Regions from separate parts of the Oryzias latipes genome. Here region 2 is linked to region 1. The links are chromatin contacts, called in public Hi-C maps. All regions are on one chromosome and are shown on one strand. Each heading gives the region's core, a stretch centred on a gene start, on an enhancer-like site or on the middle of the called end of the contact. The rest is flanking DNA. Distances are from core to core; before and after follow the strand shown.

What was found. Hi-C and Micro-C count contacts between places; a contact is called where the count stands out from the background.
Region 2: a Hi-C map of gastrula embryo shows a contact between it and region 1, with 1.9 times the contacts expected there. The contact joins two enhancer-like sites. A contact is called at or near these places in 5 of 5 Hi-C or Micro-C datasets (embryo, fibroblasts and gastrula embryo).

Annotation. Positions count from the first base shown.
Region 1 is chr20:7,276,050-7,280,092 of ASM223467v1, forward strand. arhgap12 (rho GTPase-activating protein 12) reads right to left here. Exons shown (of 18, transcript XM_023950082.1): 3 at 2,507-2,779; 4 at 888-1,028; 5 at 740-820; 6 at 1-19. Among protein-coding and RNA genes, the nearest start is that of arhgap12, 42 kb to the right of the region's middle. Within about 2 kb of position 2,477, at least 4 of the 8 cell types and tissues checked have an H3K27ac peak or open chromatin away from gene starts, as enhancers often do. A contact at or near this core is called in gastrula embryo, where this site is marked.
Region 2 is chr20:7,323,388-7,327,324 of ASM223467v1, forward strand. kif5b (kinesin-1 heavy chain) reads right to left here. Exons shown (of 26, transcript XM_004080880.4): 21 at 3,879-3,937; 22 at 2,934-3,005; 23 at 2,393-2,494; 24 at 512-728. Among protein-coding and RNA genes, the nearest start is that of arhgap12, 5.6 kb to the left of the region's middle. Within about 2 kb of position 2,679, at least 2 of the 8 cell types and tissues checked have an H3K27ac peak or open chromatin away from gene starts, as enhancers often do. A contact at or near this core is called in gastrula embryo, where this site is marked.

The sequences.
Region 1 (4,043 bases), core at 1,227-3,726:
ACTGAGGGGAGACGTTGTACTGTGGAGACAGAGCCGGAAGTCAGCCACAGGAGGTTCTGGTGGCAGAAGGCGCCTCTTTACCTGTCGTTTAACCGTCCACAGTCCGGAGGAACAACGCGTTTCCTCATCTGCAGCTGCAGCGCGCTGCTGCTCCTCCATCATGAAAGGGGACCGCTCTGATCTGATCTGCTCTAAAGCGTCGAGATTAGGAGAGCTACTAATAGTCCGACCGCAGATTTGGCTGCTCACACCCTCAGTAAAGGAGCCTTACAGCCAGATCAACAGGTGGGGGGGGGGGCAATTACAGAGCGCCAGCTTCAGTCACATTTGCTCCTGAAGATCCCGTCAAAAGGAATGTAACAACCAAACATTCCACCTTAAAAAGTATCCGGGGATGCTAGTGAGGGCTGGTAAAAGATGCAAGACCCTTCTTTAGGTCGGCCATCATGTAAAGAGTTTTGCTTAAGTTTCAAAGGTGTCAAAATCCTCTGGGACTGTCGTCTCATTTAGTTTTATGGGTTTCGTGCAGAACTCGTTCTACAATCTAAATCGACTCTCAAAGAAACGAGTACGACAGGCAGACGAGTGCTCTAAACAACTGTGAAAGCTGCTGGTGAACCGCGTCCAGCCTGGTGATCATGTAACACCAGAGGGTTTTCCATTTTCCCAGGAAGCACACAGCTTGAGTCTGAATGTGATGCAACAGCAGGGACCGCTGAGGTTTGCCAGGTAATCTCACCTTTGGCAGCTCCCACTCTGACCTGGATCCATCGGCGCTGTAGTAATACGGCCGTCCCTGTTCATCCACATGCTTTATCCACTGAGAGCACAAACACCCATCAGCTTCACAGAGAAAACAAACAAACATGCACGGCAGGAGGCTCCACCTTCTCCTGCGTGTACTCGGACACGTAGAGCGTGTGGCCGTGTTCGTCCAGCTCCTCCGACCAGCCTCTAGGGGGCGATCCGTACTGGCTGTCTGACTGACTGGAGTGGGTGCTGTGGTAGTTTTCTTCAGAGGACAGCAGCTGTGGAGAACCAGACCAGCTTAAGGGCTCAAAGAGGAAACTGCATGTTAGCTCTACAGAAAAAAGCCTGACTTCATCTCACACGCAATCACCAATAACTTCTCAATTTTCAACTTATATGTTTATTTAAATTGTAACAGTAGATTTTGACTTTCAAACTTAACCTATTAACAATCCTTTTTGTAAAAAACAAAATTGTTTAAAAAAAGCTTTCTCTTTTTTTTACTGCAAGGTGTTTTATAAGGAAAATGTTTCAACAAACAATACATTTTTTATTCCTATTGTCCACTGCAGTCAGACATGCTAGAAAACAGCAAGGTGTTGTATTTTTAAGAGTAAAACTAATTCAACTAAAGTAAAAGCAGAAACAAAACATAAAAAGAATAACTTCTTCAAAAAGAACAGTAAATGACTGACTTTGTCATTGAATAATCAGTTATAAAAGTCTGTTTTCTTAAAAGGCGTTCCCCAGCAAAAAAAAAAAAAAACAGAACAAACTAACTATTTAGAGACAAAATAAGACAGGATAATGTTTGGCTCACGTGGTCCAGGCTTGATCCAACATCATGATTCTTAATTGTGAGCAGAATTTTGGGGGAATGAAACAGATGATTTCTCTAAAACTCAGCTTAAAAAAAAAAATCAGAATTCTGCTTCATTCAAGTAAAAATTAGAAAAAAAGGTTTTGAAAGCTGTGGCAAAAAACACCAAAAAATATGGTTTTATGTTTAAATTTCTGTGTAACTGTAATGAAGAACAACTTTGATCTCTAGGAAATCCCCATTGATGCAAAATTCCCTTTTAGCTTTGGTTTCAAAAATGATGATTTACACAGAGAAATGATGTTTGTCTTTGCAAAATTTAACCAACTCTATTATAACATCATCATCTGAAAAGTTTGACTTATTTTCCCCCAAAATGTTATATTCTTAGTGTTTTGTCTAAAAGAATAAAAAAGTTTAGATTAGAGATTATTAAATTTCTATGCTGTAATTAACAAATAGTATAAATAAGTATTTCCATTATTTATAATTTCCACCTTGAAACATTTTGACTAGAAAAAGTGAAAAACAGTAAATTTATTTATTTTACATAAATTAGGCAGAATTCGAGTGTGACTAATTCCCATAGATTTGCCTCCAACATTGGTGCAGTAACACGGCTGCGCCACAAGAGTGCAGCGTTGGATGTGTTAGAGTGTGCAGACAGGCTGACAGGAAGCTGCCATTCCACATCAAAGGCAGTGGAGCTTCCCGGCAGTCAGGAACCACAACAGCACGTTAACTCCTCTGAGGTCCACCGCACCCTCACCGCAGCCGCTTGCTCCGACACGGACCATCACGCTCCACTTCCACAATGTTTCGGAGCAGCAGCTCCAACCTGTCTGTCATCAGTACACATCCCTGAGCGGGATGACTCAGCACCCACAGGCTTACTTTGTACTCTACTGATCTCTACGCTGTGCTCAGGATCCATACCTCGTTCTCCACTGTTCCCTGGCTGTCTCCTTTGTTGCTGCTGATGCTGCCACTGGCGTCTCTGGTCCGCGGCGGCTTCCAGGTTCTCTCGCCGTTGGCCCGGTTGTAGTAGAAGTGCCTCCCGCTGTGGTCTTTGTGGGTCTCCCAGTCACCCAGAATGTGGATCGGGGAGCTGGAAGGGATGGGAGGAGGGCTGGACTGAGAGATCTTCAGCTCCTGAAGGTTGGTGTAGACCGGAGAGTCAGACCGGATCTGACCTGTGGGTGACGTTGTCTGCAAGACAAGAGAAGAACCGGATGGTCACATGGGAAACTGATGCCTCAGTCTTCCTTAAAAGCAATTGTTGCCTTTCATTTTTACACACGGCTTCTAAAAATATGTATTCCTGACCCAGCAGCAGACACTAAACCTTCCAGGATCTGCTGTCGACAAACAATCGGATGATCTGGATTATGAAATGTCAACCAGAGTTGTAAACTGTTTAAAAAACCCACAACCAAGCAGTCTAAACTATAATCAGATTTCTAAACGTCAGGATGAAAACGAGGCATGAAGAGCAGCAGGTCAGACTCGTGGTTGAGTAAAAGTTAGAACCCAATACGCCACAATAAAACCTCTACTCTTCACGCAACGTACGCACAAAAGGTCCGTCCTGGATAAAGAAAGGACCATAACGGAAATTGAGGTTTTGTGAAACTCTTTTTAGACCTGTAGGGAGGTCATTCGTATTTTAAGATCTCAACTCATTTACCACATTCTTTTATTTAGAGCCATTTCCCGTTCGTTATGCTCAAATGTTGCTAAAGCTCAGTGACAAAATGTCTGTTAAGAAAAATTGTGAAATATGGAGGAAAATATTTCACAGCGGGGACAAGAGGAAGTTAAAAACAAAAGTTTTTCTGTGAAAATGGCTGCAGCTGTTAGAACTTCAGAGGGTGTTTTTCAACACATTCCCTCAAAAAAAAGAGAATAAAGCAGCGGTGATGATGGTATGCTATCTCTAAAGGGGCATTTAGAAACTTGGTACAAAGGGCAAAAAATTCTGCTGCCAAGGCTGCATCTCAGTGTTTACCGTCCTGCACGCCAGCTCTGACACTCGCGCACCAAAGCTGGATTCCAGTCTGTTGCAGGATTTGAACCGTTTTCAGGACACAGATGGGACTTCCTGCCAGTCATAAAATAACAGGGTTCTTGGATATCCTGCACGCATGCCGGAGCAGGTTTCAGTAACACTGCATTGTTTGGAGTCAGGTTCAGTCTAAGCCTCTCGCTTTCAGCTCAGCGCACTGCAGGGGGGGGGGGAGGAATGAACAGCGTGCCAAACCGCAGAGAAAACACAAACTTGCTGCATTTAGGAATGCAGACAGCATGTTCCAATTTTAGTCAACGAAAGTGAAAATTAAGTCTAAATGTGGATAATTGAACAACCATTGAGATTCCAAACAGCTCAAGAGGGGAAGCCCGCCTGCTGCACCACCGCTCTGACAGATGTTAACCCAGATGTTTTCAAGAAGCCATTCAACAATCACTCCAGACG
Region 2 (3,937 bases), core at 1,429-3,928, 48 kb after region 1:
TGTTCTGAAATTCAAGTTAGGGTGGTAGCATTTGTCCAGAATTCATGGATGGGTTAGAGCCCACAATGAGGCCAAAGAAGTCATTTTAGCCATTTGTTTATAGATAAAAACAGTTTTGCCAACACCTCCTCTTCCATGAGGAGATGTCATGTCTTCAGCATCTCTTCAGGAAGATTCTGTTGTATAATACACAAGAGTTTTTTAAGATGCATTGTTTGAGAGGAAGAAATCATGAGAGCATCCCAGCACAATCAATACACAATCTCCCATAAAGACACTTGTGCACACGTTTTTATGACAAACTGTTAATGTAAAAAAAAAGTTACTGCTAGGCAGTCATCCATGTTTTTAATCTAATGTCCTGAAGGTCGATGCAGGTCTATAAAACCTACTCTTCCAGAGCCATTATCATATTGTTTATTGTTGACCTATCTTACTCACACCTACCCAAGTAGAACAGCTCAGACAGCTCAACTTCACAATTTAGGAGTCTGGGGGTGCTTCCACCCACCTATCTGTGCAGAGTTCCTCCTGCCCATGTTGGGTTTGGGTTTGGCGGCATCCTTGATGCGCTCCATCTCCTGCTGGTAGAGCTTGCGCTCACGAGCCGCACTCTCTTTGGCTTCTTTCAGGGCCGCCTCCAGGGCTTTGACCCGCTCCACCATGGCGCGCAGACGCTTCTCCACTTTTGGGATCTCAGAGCGAAGGTCAGCATTGTCCCGCACCAGCTGCAGGCGCGAGTGAAGCAGGAATCACAGACAAAGATGACAGCACTGAGAGTTACTATGATGAATAAAGTATGTGTAGATCCTCATTCCTCCAGGTAAATTCCATCAAAGTAGTGGCTACTACTAGTTATCCGGCCTTGATTCTACTTTAGAAGATGTTTCACTTCTTCTTCAACAGGTTTTTTTCTTAGTTCTGGTTAAAAACTGAGTTGAATAAGGCTCTCAGAGAAATGCCTTCTACTTTAAATGTTAATGAATGAAATGTATTTAACTCTTGTGCTATCTTAGATGACCCCACCCTTACATTGACGTGTTCTCCCTACCATGACAAAGGTGGATAAAGGTGGAAAGATTTCATGTAATCCATGGACACCAGTGAAGATCACAAATCATTGAAGAAAAAAGTTTCAGCGCACTGTCTAGTGGGTCTAGATGACCCAACTCCCAATGGTAAAGTGCCTAGGATAGCACAAGGGTTTAAGCTGAGGACAAATTCAGTTTCGCACCCTAAGCTTGATCGTTCAGACCTTCTGATAGAGAAGGTCTACAACAAAGTCCATAAAACTTCACGGCCTGAAGCTCAAGAAAACTTACCTGGGTAAGCCAAAGTATGATCCAAACACACCCACAAGTTTGTATCTGAATGCTTCAAAAGAAAAGGTTTTGAATGCTGCTTCATGGTCTTCAACAGGTTATAATGAAAATTATCTTATAGGTTTGAATTTCAAATTATTAAAAACGAAGATTTAATAGCTGAAGGACATTCAGAATTCTATTGATTGTAGGTGCTTTAAAAAAAAAACTTTTGTCCAAAACACCATCGATGCCCCCAAGACCTCAAAAACCAAGAAACGAAAACACAGACAAATCTCCTAAAAATTACTTCCGTTTTTTTTGTTTTCTTTTCCTCCTGTATTCTTACTTTTCTGTGCTCTGTTTGTTGTGACATTTTATTAAAATTACTTTTGCTTTTTCATGACTTCTTAGAAGTTTTGTCAAAAGACATCACTATTTTATTTGATCGTTTTATGTTTGTGAGTGAAAGAATGTTCATCCTCGGATGACAATATCTTTTCTATTCTATTCTATTCTATTCTATTCTATTCTATTCTATTCTATTCTATTCTATTCTATTCTATCCTATTTGAGCGGAACAAGATTCCCTGTTCATCATTTACTGGAAAAGCTTTACTGCAGTTGTTGCTTGAAAAGATGGGGGAAAAAAACTTGTTGGGTTCAAGAGAGCAAATACTTTTTATAAAAGGCTACATGGTTTAGATGTTTACTTGTACAGCAATTTACTCCCATCCTTGAAGGCCAAACCGCTTTACAGTCCCATTCACCCAAATACACATTCACACACTCTGCTGCCTAACACTGGCACCATCCTGTAACCACCAAAAACAATGTGAGTTCAGTGTTTTGCCTGACTTCATCACATGGGCAGCAGGCTGGGCAGAAACTGAACCTGCGATCTTCTGATCTGAGATCGACCGCTCTGCCACAGCTGCTCTCAAAGCTTTTTCTCCCAAACTGATGACATCATAGCTGAATAATTTGTCTTAGTGTTGTTTCACATCAAAACTGTTTATTGTTTGGTCATTTTTAGAGTTTAGAAGTGGTAAAAAGGTCAAATCAAAGAAGTCATGAAGGTGTGTGGTTACCTGTTTGTGAACTTTGGTCAGCTGCTCCAGGTTGCTCTCTAGGAAGGAGATCTTTTGTTTCTGAGCAGAACTGTCCTCTGAGTCCTCAGAGTCCTGAGTGTTCTGTTTAAAACAAACAGAAAACAGCTGCATTTGTTCACAGTGAGCACATACATGATTCCTTCTCATTCAGCTTTTCAGAACAAAGACTCCTGCTTGTCTCCAAAAATCCCAGTAGTAGGTTGACGAGTGAGCCGAGGACAGCAGAGAGCGTCTTTGTTTATCTGTTGGAGCCTGAGGCTGCAGACAGGGGACTCGCTGAGGCCTCGGGTTCTTCGTTTACAGCTACCTTTGAAGAATCCTGTGGCCTACTTACTGCAGACTCTGCCTGCTGTGTTCCCCACCTTCATTAAAATTTCAACAAGGTGCAAATTCAATGGCGTGTGCCCAGCACGGGGAGGACAACAGTCTGCACAAATATTCCACTCTCCTCAGGCAAATTCAGAGGACAAAGAGCTGATGTGAGCGCGGATCAGACATAAAACAAAATCAGGACTTTTACCTTTCTGACTCTTCTGGATAAATCCTTCACAAAAAGTCTCCGCAGGTTGTGGAGGGTCTGCAGCTCCCGAGCCTGCAGGGAAACCGCCACAAAAGTCTCTAAAACATGGAGCTTAGAGTTTCCTTCAAGAAGCTTTAAAGATGAACATATCAGATCAAAATGATGGAAGAAGTTGAATTTTTGAATAACAATATATATACCGGTATACAAATATATATTGTTATTCAAACAAGATTAACTGGGTAATTTTTATTAATTAAATTTCTAAAACTACTTTAAAGCCTAAAATGCATCAAGACATTAAGTGAGGAGCTGCAAGAAAAATTTCTTTCGGTTTTGACAAACCAGTTGGCCTTTTATCTGTTGGTTTGCATATTTTGGCAGAATTTAAGCACCTTTATGTACTAAAAAGAATGACTATATGCATTAGTAGATTATGAAGTCCATATCGTCTTCTGGATAATGTAGAATGTTCATCAACGCACAGTAAACAGGATCTGAAGATCAAACTTCAGGGGTGTTCTTTTTTGGTGCTTTTTTAATGATGACTAAGCAGAAGTCGCTCCCCCAAATCCCCTGAATTGACCTAATTTTGATTGGATATGTTTCAACTAAATACGAAAGCACTGCTGTTGGACATTTATAGACTGTGTTCTTCCGGGTTGAACTGGGTTTGCTCTCTTCTTACAGGTGAAATCCATAAGCGTGCCTGCTGTGCTGCTTAAAAGATGTCACATCTGAGTTAAGGTTTTGCTGTTCTGCTTCATATTGAATTGGCCAGGTGTTGTTAGATATTGTAAGGATTTGAAAAATGTTTGTAATTTTTCATTAATGTTGTTTGAAAAATGTACAGTAGATAGAATATTTATGTCACAATTTTTTTTCAGAGACGTTTTTCAGAAAAAAAGTTGCTGGCAGGTTAAATATTTAGAGAAAAAAACTGACCACAGTCTCTTCCAGTCCCCTCAGGTCCTGCCTGGCCTGCTCACGCCGGTCCTGCAGAA